Linked DNA regions of Mus musculus: region 1 is linked to region 2. A link is a contact called in public promoter capture Hi-C data. All regions are on one chromosome and are shown on one strand. The core of a region is the stretch at or near the end of the contact, and the rest is flanking DNA. Distances in the headings are between cores, read along the strand shown. Region 1 holds the start of Gp1ba (glycoprotein 1b, alpha polypeptide). Region 2 holds the start of Sat2 (spermidine/spermine N1-acetyl transferase 2).

Region 1 (5,684 bases), core at 2,955-5,454, 1.0 Mb before region 2:
AAAGGGCTATGGAAAGGTCAAACCAGGAGACGTGCTAGGCAGCCTGAGGGCTGTATGCCAGGTCAGACAACAGGCAGGCAGCAGGTGCGAGCTGTCCCTTTGGCAAAGCCTTAACAAAAAAGATGGTAGTGCAACATCCTGGTGCCTCTGCCGCTACTTTCCTTAATCCTTCCATGCGCAGCATGCCCTAGGCCACCCTAGGTAGCCACCTGGAGACATTTGGAGCCTGCACCTTTACTTAAGGAGTTTAAAGTCCAGCAAGAAGATGCAAGAACATTTGGAAATGGCTATAGCAGTGGACTGCATCTTGCCCAACTTAGGAGAAAGATTTGTTCATGGTAGTAGTGAGGTAGACTGAGAAGGAGGCAGAACTCTTAGCTAAAGTGAGGATGGGCTCAGAAGAAGACTACTGCTGGCACAGGTGACCCATGAGACATTTCAGGTATGAGGTACCATGAGAGATGAAGGTGAACACCATGAGAGATGAAGCTGGACACTAGTGTCACATGCCAGGTCCAGGTCAGCAACAAGATGAGGACCACAGAGGCAAATAAGAGCCAGAGGAGACCAAGGACATAGAAGCCCAGGGGGAGAAAACAGCAGTCAGAATTGAGAAAAGGACTGCTTTCAGAAGGTGAAGTCCATGAAGAAAAGTCTGATGGCTAACCTCTAAGATTTGTCTTCTACTTGGAAGAGTTAATGGCAGGAAAGAGATTGAGTCAGGTTCACCGGAAGATCTAGAACCATCTGGAGAAGGGCATTCCATAGACCCCGGAAAGTGCAACCTTCCTTCCCTTATCTGGCCCCCAATCCCCGAATTAAACTAAAATGAGGTGTGGAAGAAAGCCTCACTGGGAGAATCGATGAAATTTTGGGAGAGAGAAAGATGCCATTACATCCAGCTTTGAAAACAGGAGACTCAAACCCAACAGGCTGCCACACCCTTTGCCAGTCCCACTGACGTGGCCAGCAAGGAGAGTTGTGTTCTAAAGACTACACATGTGAGGAGCATAGCCGCCTCTCCTGCAGCCAGGCAGCTTTAGCTCTAGAGCCTTTTCTATTCTAGACTTGATACTGAGGTAGCCTGACGGGAAGCCAAGCTCTGCAGGAGATGAATCACTAAGGTGGAGGTGTCCTACCTGCCACCCTCAGCTACAGCTACAAGTTTGTTGGGTATTTGGGATCAGGATGGTAGCAGTTGGGACTTTGGGAATTCTTGTAACAGGTGCTTCAGCCGCTCTCATTTCCCCCCAAAAGCTACATTTTATTTTTAAAAATATTTTTATTATACAAATGATAACATTGGTAGAAAACCAGAAAGTGTTAAACAGGGAAAAAATACTCATGATATTTAGGGATAGTGCTCCCATCCTGGCTAATGGCTTTCCAAGTTTTCTTCCAAGTATGAATGAGCGGGAGCCATGCTCCATTTCTGTTTGCTTTTTCTAGCTTTTTCCCTCACAAAGTGGTAGTAGTGACCATGTAGCCTGACAATGTTCTGAGTGGAGGCTCAATGTGGGAGGCTGATCCTGTGACCACCCAGTTCCATCACCTCTACCTCTTGATTTGTGAGGTCTGGATCTGGGTGCCTAGATGTAGAGGGGGCTTCAGATAAAGGAGAAATGGCTAGGATGTCCTGTAATTGTCTCAGCCTCCCATCCCAGTTAGATCCTAGTAGAGTCCAGTGAAGTCGTAGGATCTCCACTCACTGTCACAGACTATGGCCTGAGTACCTAATGCCCACTGTGCCCAATAGGTCCTGACCACGACCCTGACTCAGAGCTGAGGGTCGCCGTCCTGCTACCAGAGGCCCCACTCGCCCATTAGGCCTTACCCACAGGAAAAGGCTAGACCGGAAAGTAGGGAGTGATCCTTGAAGGAAGAGCAGCCAGGCCCGGGGCATAGTTACTTGCCTTGCCCTCTGCACCTCCAGGCTTGTGGTGTGAGTGCTTGTGGCCAATGCAGCAGATTGTTCCATGTCCAGACTATGTGGTGTCACATGCCAGGTCCAGGTCAGCAACAAGATGAGGACCACAGAGGCAAATAGGAGCCAGAGGAGACCAAGGACATAGAAGCCCAGGGGGAGGAAGCAGCAAAAGTCAGAATTGAGAAAAGGACTGCTTTCAGAAGTATCAGAGCTTACTAGAGCTACCTCTGGGAGATTGAGAAAGCTGTTCTGCTCTGGGATTATTGTGGTGGTGGATTCTAAGGTAGGGAGTAAAGTGAGCTCTGTGGTAAAAAATTGTTCTAAAATTGTCTCAATTGGGGTAGACTCTGGAGTGGTCAGGGTGGTAGTGAGCACTGGGGAGATAGTGGACACTAGATTAGTTAAAGTGGTGCTGGGCTCTGGGGTAGTCAGGGTGGCAGTAGTGGGCACTGGGGTGGTGCTGTGCTCTGGGGTAGTCAGAGTGGCAGTAGTGGGCACTGGGGTGGTGCTGTGCTCTGGGGTAGTCAGGGTGGCAGTAGTGGGTACCAGGGTGGTGCTGGGCTCTGGGGTAGTTAAGGTGGCAGTAGTGGGCACTGGGGTGGTGCTGGGCTCTAGGGTAGTCAGGGTGGCAGTAGTGGGCACTGGGATGGTGCTGGGCTTTGGGGTAGTCAGGATGGCAGTAGTGGGCACTGGGATGGTGCTGTGCTCTGGGGTTGTCAGGATGGTAGTAGTGGGCACTGGGGTGGTGCTGTGCTCTGGGGTAGTCAGGGTGGAGGTGGTAAGCATTGGTTGGATGTTGGGCTCTGGGGTAGCCTGGGTGGAGGTGGGCTCTAGGGTGGTTGGGGAGGGGATGAGTACAGTATTGAGTTTTAGACTGTAGAAGGTTGGGTTAGATTCCATGGTCTCTGGGAGTGTGGTGAAACCTGGGCTCTGTGTGTGGATGAATGTAGATTGTTTCTTAGTGGGTTTATGAGTTGGAGGCAAAGAAATCATTTGGCTGTCTTGAGAAGTAGAAGGTGCTGCGGCGAGTAGGCTCCAGTGGGTAGTATGAACTTTAGTGTTAGTAGAGAACTTGACCTCAGTTCTTGTGGCAGGGACGTCAGGGATATCATCATAGTCATCATAGTCTGTGTCACCACTACTAGTAGGGCAGCCCTTCCCTGGGTAGGAGTAGACAGGCGCATTGTCCAAGTTGGCACATCGTACACTGGCCACGTTAGGAGTTGTGTCCTTGACATCCACACCCTGCTTCCATAAGTAGACATTGTTGGCATTTTCCTGGAGCCAGTGACGGAAGTAGAGGATTTCACAATCACAGTACCAGCTGTTGGCGTGGAGAAAAACAAAAGGCAAGAGGAGGGTCCCAAAGAAGCCCTTTGGTATTGTGCGAAGCCAGTTCCTTTGAAGGTAGAGGGTATCAAGATCCTCCAGCCCATCTAGGAGCCCAGAGGGCAGCTCACGCAATTTGTTGTTGGCCAGATTGAGTTTCTTCAGCTTGGTCGTTGGCAACAAGAGCCCGGGGGGCAGACTCTTAAGATCATTGTTCTGCAAGTAGAGCTCTTGGAGTTGGCTTAGGCCATCCAGGACACCAGGAGACAGTGAGCCCAACTTGTTGAAGGAGACGTCTAGAGTAGTGAGTGCAGGCAATGCCCATCCTAGGGAGGGCAGGCTTTTCAGGTTATTATGGGATAAGTCCAGGTTTTCCAGCTTTATCAGTTTACCATTGGTCTGCAGGCTCGTCAGCTCACATCTATCCAGGTACAGATAAGTGAGGTGAGTGAAATGCACCAGTGATGCTGTGGAGAAGGTACCCAGTTGGTTCTCGCCCAGGTGGAGGATGCCTGTGTCTGCTGGCAGGTCTGCAGGCAGTGCTGTCAGCTTCTTGTTCTCACAGTTTACTTCCAGCAGGCTGGTCACTTTGGAGATACTACAAGTGTGCTGGGAATGCAAGGGACTTGGCAGCAGGAAGAGCAAGATGAGGAGAGCCATATGAACCTGTGGGCAAAGGGATGCCACCCATTACATCATTTTCCCAGCTTTTAGCCCTTCACTGCTGCAGTTCTTAGGATCCCATCTAGAAACAGCTTCCACACCTCCCAGACTTTTCTCTCCTTTTCCACCCCTGCCTCCAGCCCTTGGTTCTTATTCCCTCCTTAGAACCTTCTCCACCTCTGGTCCCAGCCCCAGCTTACAGTCAGACAGACAGTCCTTTGGAGGAACAGAGCTTCTTCCAGGCTATGACTCGGTCCTTCTCTCTACTAGCTGCAAGGAGAGCCAGCCCAAGAGCAGGAAGGAGATAGAGTTGGGGAGGAAATGACAACCTGATAATCAGCTCCTGTGACCCAGGGAACAGTCTCCCTTGCGGGCAAAGGCTCTTATCAGCTCTCTGCACAGCATTCCCCAAAGCCCTCCTTTTGGTTTTACATTCTCACTTTCCTTCCACCCCGGAGAGATCTAGAGACTTTGCAGCTACTAGCCACCAGCATTCAAAAGCTCCTTTGAGTGCTGCCTCTCTTCTCCATAGCAGTTCTTAGAGATGTCATGCTTCCTTACACTCCATGCCACCTTCCTACCCTAAGCTGAGCCCCTCCCGAATCTGGGGACTGCTGACATTCTAGTCTGCATCCCCTGGGCACGTGACTGGTATTCTCTAAACTGTTTTTGTAGCCTCCATACTCAGGACTATTCCTTCCTGGGGATGTGACAAGTGACACTCATTTTCTCTAGCCTGTGTGGTTGGTCCTTCTCAGACTCCTCTGTGGCTTCCTCTAGCTTTCTGGAGCAGTAAACCTGCTTCCAGAGGCTTCATAGGTTTTTGTATCATAACCCCATAAGTGCCTGGGAAATACTTTGCTGTGCATTTAATCACCACTTCTGCCCTAGACTTAAGTCTTTATCTCTAGTCTAGATCCTGTTTCCTGAGGCCTACATACTTAACATTAGATGCCACTTGGAGTTCTCTTCTTACATGTTCTTCAAGTATAGAAACAGTGTACATCACTGAGAGGTTCTGACAGGAAGGCCATGAGTTTGAAGCCAGCTTGAGCTACAAAAGAAGACCCTTCTCATTAAAACAACAATAATAACAATGACGACAATGACAACAACAACAAAATAACATCGAAAACTCAAGTATATTAAAAATCAAGTTCATTATGCAAATAGCTTCATCTGCTGGCCTGAGGTATAGGACTGTCTATAACACCAGTCCATGGGAAGCAGAGGCAGGAAGATCATGAGTTTGGGGCCATCCTGAGCTGTATACTGAGACCGCAAACCAAACAAAAAAGAAGCCCCATAAAAAAAAAAATAGCTTCTCCTCCTCTGTTGTCCACAGCTACTCAGTTACCTGGTCCTTTTAAACACTTCCTGATACTCCTTCCACCTTAACACCCTGCTATCAAATCCTCCTGATTTTAACTCTGGTCTCTTTGAAATCCTTCCATCTTCCACTCCCCAGCCCAAGGCACTATCTTCTTTGCTGCAGTAGCCTTCTGGTTGGTTTCTAAATTTTTTTAACTTCCCTTCTATTTCACCTAGGAGAACTGCAGATTTGCTAGTCTTTCAACTACTAGAACTCACCAGTGCCTCCTGACAGTTCTCAAAAGGCAATCTGAAGTACCTAAACAGGGTCTTCAGAGGCCTACTGGATCTGAAACTTGCCCACCTACCTGCTCAGCCCCATTGTTCAATGCTTTGCTCTCTCCTGATCATTCTCTCTCATACTGAATTTCACTCCTTCTCTTCTTCCTAACTC
Region 2 (5,421 bases), core at 2,162-4,661:
AGTTCAAATTCCAGCAAACACATGGTGGCTCACAACCATCCGTAATGAGATCTGACACCCTCTTCTGGTGCATCTGAAGACAGCTACAGTGTACTTAGATATAATAATAAATAAATCTTTTTAAAAATTTTTAAAAATAAAAAGGAAACAAGGAACCAGGGGTGGTGGTGCATGCCTTTAACTCCAGCACTTGGGAGGCAGAGGCAGGCAGATTTCTGAGTTCAAGGCCAGCCTGGTCTACAGAGTGAGTTCCAGGACAGCCAGGGGTACACAGAGAAACCCTGTCTCGAAAAACCAAAAAAAAAAAAAAAGGAAACAAGGGCTGGGGACGCGTATCTCAGTTGTTAGGTTGAATGTCCTCTGTCCCATCCCTAACACCTCCATGAAATGGGCAAGGTGGGAACACCTGCTATCTCCTGCAGAGCATGGAAAGGCCAAGGTTGTTCTTGGCTACACACCAGGAGTGGGAGGTCAGGGTGGGCTTCAAAACAACAAGACAAAAGAGGACTGTAGTGATGGCACACACTTTTAATCCCACACTCTCAAGGCAGAAGAGGTAAATCTGTGAGTTCTAAGCCAGTCTGGTGGTCTACATAAGGAGTTCCAGACCAGCCAGAGCTACATAGTGTAGATAGATCCTGTCTAAAAAAAAAAAAAAGGGCTGGGCAGTGGTGGTACACACCTTTAATCCCAGCACTTGGGAGGCAGAGGCAGGCGGATTTTTTTTTAAAAGATTTATTTATTATTTTATGTAAGTACACTGTAGCTGTCTTCAGACACACCAGAAGAGGGAGTCAGATCTTGTTATGGATGGTTGTGAGCCACCATGTGGTTGCTGGGATTTGAACTCTGGACCTTTGGAAGAGCAGTCAGGTGCTCTTACCCACTGAGCCATCTCACCAGCCTAGCAGGCGGATTTCTGAGTTCCAGGCCAGCCTGGTCCTCAGAGTGAGTTCCAGAACAGTCAGGGCTACACAGAGAAACCCTGTCTCGAAAAAACCAAAAAACAAACAAACAAACAAAACCAACCAACCAAACAAACAAACAAAAAAAAAGAAAGAAAGAGGGAACTGGAAAGATGGCTCAGTGGTTAAAAGCAGACTGCTCCTCCAGAGGTCCTGAGCTTCATTCCCAGTGTTTTAAAGATTTGTTTTGTTTTTTTTTAATTTTTTTTTTTAATGAAACAAGTCTCACTTTCCCTGGTGGGCCCCCAAACCCCTGAGCTGGAGGTTTTTATACTCCCGGCTCCCCAGTACCATGCATCATACCTACCTAGTAGAGGTTGATTAGTCAAGGGGAGGCAATTGCTCCTTCCCAGTGTCCCTTGAAATGCTGACGGCAGCGCACAGTCTGCGGCCTTTATCGCATTAGTCCTAAAATATCTTTGGGTTCCAAAGATGAATGACAAGCTTGATATACCATTGCTTATTCCCTCTTGTTCTTTTTTTTTTTTTTTTTTTTTTTCTAACAGGCTAGAGGCAAGACTAGGGTGCCCAGAGTCCTTGAGGCCTCCATGACCCCTGCCTCTTTGGCTGTCCCAGCCCTCATCAGAACAATGTTCAAATAGAAGGGCTTCAAAATGGCTGCAGCATCACATCCTCTACCCATGAGGGCAAAGCAAGTATTTTATTTGTGGTTCCTAATAAGGCTTCTCCCTCTTCCACTCTTTCTGTACTTCAGGAGTCTGCACCCTGGGAGGCCTCTGGGTGAGCGAGCGTCTGTCTGGGTCAGTGCCTATGGTTATGGTCTTAGGAAAACTTGATATGGTGATCCCAAAGAAGAGGCAGGAGAGAGAGGGCGTAAGTCAGCGTCCTGCCAACTCCCTCATTGCCTCGCCTTCAAATCGAAAGGAGAGCCAGCCTTCCGATTCAGTCAGATCTTGAGCCCCTAGAAATTTGTACAAGTTCACGGCCTTCTTGTTCCAATCCAGAACTGCCAGGCGGAACTGGGAGCAACCCTTATTCAGGGCAACCTGTAGAAGACATACGCTTACTGCACAGGGCTCAAAAACTAATGGCTGGCACACACCTTTAATCCCAGCACCTTTAATTCCTGCAGAGGCAGGCAGACCTCTGAGTTGGAGGCCAGCCTGGTCTACAGAGCAAGTTCTAGGACAATCAGGACTACACAGAGAAACCCTGTCTTGAACAACAAACAATAAAAAGAAAAATCTTTCTCATCCCCCTCATTCAACCTCGACACTCCCACTTACGTGACTGATTGATTGATTGATTGATTGATGGTTTGGCTGACTGGCTGGCTTTCGTTTGGGGGCGGTAACTAGTTTGTAAGCCCCACCCCTTTGCTCACCTCAGCCACCTTTTTGATTATTTTGGTACCAATCCCTTGACCTATAGTGGAGAAAGGGACAGGAAGGACTATTATTTGAGTTGAAAGGGTATCAAAGGAAACTATAATCTGAGGTTGGGGTAATGGGATAGGTCTGAGGACTGTTCATTGGGTCTGTGGGCATTCTGTCCATCCTTAGCCCCAGCCAGTACCCCGATATTGCGGCATCACATAGATGTCTTCCAGATAAACGTTTCGTCCGGTCCATGTGCTATAGATGAAGTAGTACAGCCCATAGCCCACCACAAGGGACCCTGAAAATGAGAGAGAAGAGTGAGGCTTTTGGGAGGAAAAACACGGAGGATAACTGCAGGCTTCCTTACCTTGTGACTCCCCAGGTGCTGGGATAATCTCTGCCACCAAACAGTGAAAGAAAGGGTTCTCTCCAAAGCCATCTGCTCGCAGAGCTATAAAGATTGGAGGTATGACAAAAAAGGCAGAGATGGGCCGGGAAAAACCGGAACTTGGAGTAAAGCCCAGTCCAGTAGTTACGATCTTAGGACTCCATCCTTCCACCCCATCACCCGCCCCCCATCTCAATCAGGACCCAGGTGCACAGCCTCACCCACCTTCTTCACTGATCTTCACCTGATGGGACAGTTTCTCGAACTCTGCCAGTTCCTATAACAGGGGTACCAAAACAACATTAAGGCAGGAAGGTCCTGATCTCTGAGAACAGGGTCCAAAGGTGCACCCTCATTTCTGACTCCCCAACTCCAGCCAAACTGCTCCCAGCCCCCCACCCCCACCCCGCACTGTTTTTCCAAACCGCAGTCTTTACCCGGATCATCCTCATAATGTCTCCACAATCGCTCTCCCTGGCCTCTCGGATTCGCGTGGAAGCCATTCCGAGCCTCACTGTCAAAAATCAAAGATCACAGACAACTCCCACGTTTGCAGAACCGCGGAGGTCTGGTCTCAAAGCTCAGGTCTCAAAGTGCTGGGAGCGAGGGGCAGAAGAAATGCTAGAAGCTTCTAGACAAGATTCTGGCACCAACCGGTCTCAGCTGGGAGGATTAGCCGGCCTGGTGGTCTCTTCTGCCAGAAAAGGCCTTAAATTCTGAGCCCCCTCCGGGCCTCCCTGCAGCCAATCAGCTTGCTGCTTACGACCATTTCCCCACCCCCACCCCCTGGTCCCGCCTCGCCTCGCTGTCCAGTGACTGGACTCTGCGCCGGACTACTTAAGCTTCCTGTTTGTTTGTTTATTTTTTGTATTTTGTATTTTATTTATTTATTTTGGTTTTTCGAGACAGGGTTTCTCTGTGTAGCCTTGGCTATCCAGTCTGTGTCGTACATACCTCAAGCTTAAAAGTCCTCCCCTACCCTGCTTTAGTTAGAGTACACTCCAGTTAGCTGCTTTAGTTTTCACTCTTAGCCGTCTAATCACTGGGGCATCCCCGACCCTGAGGGAGCCCAAGACCCCCGACCGGTTCCTGTAGCTGTCTTTGGTAGTGGAAGCCCTGTGCTATGCCTCTGGCAGCTTTTCCTCCTTCCCTTCTTTGGTTCTAGGCATTAAATCCAGTACTCAGGACATGCTGAAAAAAGCCCTACACTTGATTCCTATAGCTGTTTTGTGGCTCATAATGGTGTCCTCAAAGGGACAGTTGTGTTTTGACGTTTCCTCATTAGGTTCTGTTAACAAATCCCTGTAATTAACAGTAACAGCAGGTCCCTTATTCTTTTTTCTCCTTTATATCTGATAGGGTTTGTTGTTGTTGTTGTTGTTTTGTGGTTTTTTTGTTTGTTTGTTTTTTGTTTTTGAGAGGCTGGCCTCGAACTCAGAAATCCACCTGCCTCTGCCTCCCAAGTGCTAGGATTAAAGGCGTGCGCCACCAAGCCAGGCCTGATAGGGTTTTCAGGGAGTGGAAGATTTTCCTGGATATGTAGCCCAGGCTAGGCTCAAATTTGCTGTGTAGCCAAGGATGATCTAGAACTACTGATTTTCCTGCCTCTACCTCCCCAGTGCTGGGATTATGTATATCACTATATCTGACTTAGCCTCAAACCTTTGATGTTCTGGGCTCAATACCCCTTTGTTCTCCAGTAGCAACTGGGGCTACAATCTTGTGCCACCGTGTCCACCTCTTTTTTTGCTTTGTTTTTGTTTTTGTTTTTTTGAGACAAAGAGTCTCACTCTAACACCCATGCTGGCCTGAAACTCATGATACAGCTGAGGCTCTCCTCAAACTCAAAGCAGCCTCTTATCTCTTACAACTTCTCCAGTGTCAAGTGTTTGGGTTGTCGGTGTGAGCACCACGCCCACTCAGCCTTGAGTTCTTATTTTATTTTCAGTGAGTGAGTGTGCTGTCTGTGCAGTTGTGCTTGCTGGTGCATGCGAATTCTCGGGGAGCAAGAAGTCTAGGTTGAATCTCTTCTTCAGTTACTCTGAGAAAGAGAGAGAGAGAGAGAGAGAGAGAGAGAGAGAAAGAGAGAGAGAGGCCTTCCACCAAGAAGCCTGGAGCTCAGCAGTCAATCCTGCTAGGCAGGCTGGCCTCTGTACCCTCTACTGCTCCATCTTCCCCAGCGCTAGGGTCAAAGGTGTGTGCCACTCAGTCCAGGTGGATTGTAGGTGTGGGCCATCCAAACTTACAGCTTCCTGTTTGCACAGCAAGCTCTCTACTCTGGAGTTCTTTCCCCAACCAAGTCTTGAACTCTGGATCTGAGCCTCAGTAGCTTTGATTACATTCCCTCCCCCCACCTCTACCCCGCTACATCTGTTTTTGTTTGTTTGTTTGTTTGTTTTTGTGTGTGTGGGTATGGAGTGTTTGTGCCTGCACTGTATATATGTCCACCACGTTTGTCTCAGGATCCCTCAGGGGATAGGAGAGGATGTCCATTCCCTAGAACTGTACTTGTGGGTTGCTATGTGGGTTCCGGAAATTGATCCCAAGTCCTCTGCAAGAGCAGCCAGCACTCTCAACTACTGAGCCACCTCTCTAAATCATCTCTCCAACTGCCTTTTATATTTTTATCTATCTATCTATCTATCTATCTATCTATCTATCTATCTATCTATCTATCTACCTACCTACCTACCTATCCATCCATCCATCCATCCATCTATCTATCTAT

Evidence for each region. Promoter capture Hi-C pulls out the DNA fragments that hold promoters and counts their contacts.
Region 1: a contact with region 2 is called in a promoter capture Hi-C map of the HPC-7 cell line. The contact joins the promoter of Gp1ba here to the promoter of Sat2 in region 2. A contact is called at or near these places in 3 of 39 promoter capture datasets (the HPC-7 cell line, cranial neural crest and liver).

The regions. Positions count from the first base shown.
Region 1 is chr11:70,637,642-70,643,325 of GRCm38.p6, reverse strand. It overlaps Gp1ba (glycoprotein 1b, alpha polypeptide), which reads right to left and starts at 4,204. Exons shown (of 2, transcript NM_010326.3): 1 at 4,128-4,204; 2 at 1-3,922. The coding sequence starts at 3,916. The coding sequence ends at 1,712.
Region 2 is chr11:69,620,042-69,625,462 of GRCm38.p6, reverse strand. Sat2 (spermidine/spermine N1-acetyl transferase 2) reads right to left here and starts at 3,411. Exons shown (of 6, transcript NM_026991.3): 1 at 3,131-3,411; 2 at 2,919-2,970; 3 at 2,673-2,756; 4 at 2,502-2,603; 5 at 2,311-2,351; 6 at 1,585-1,972. The coding sequence starts at 3,196. The coding sequence ends at 1,805.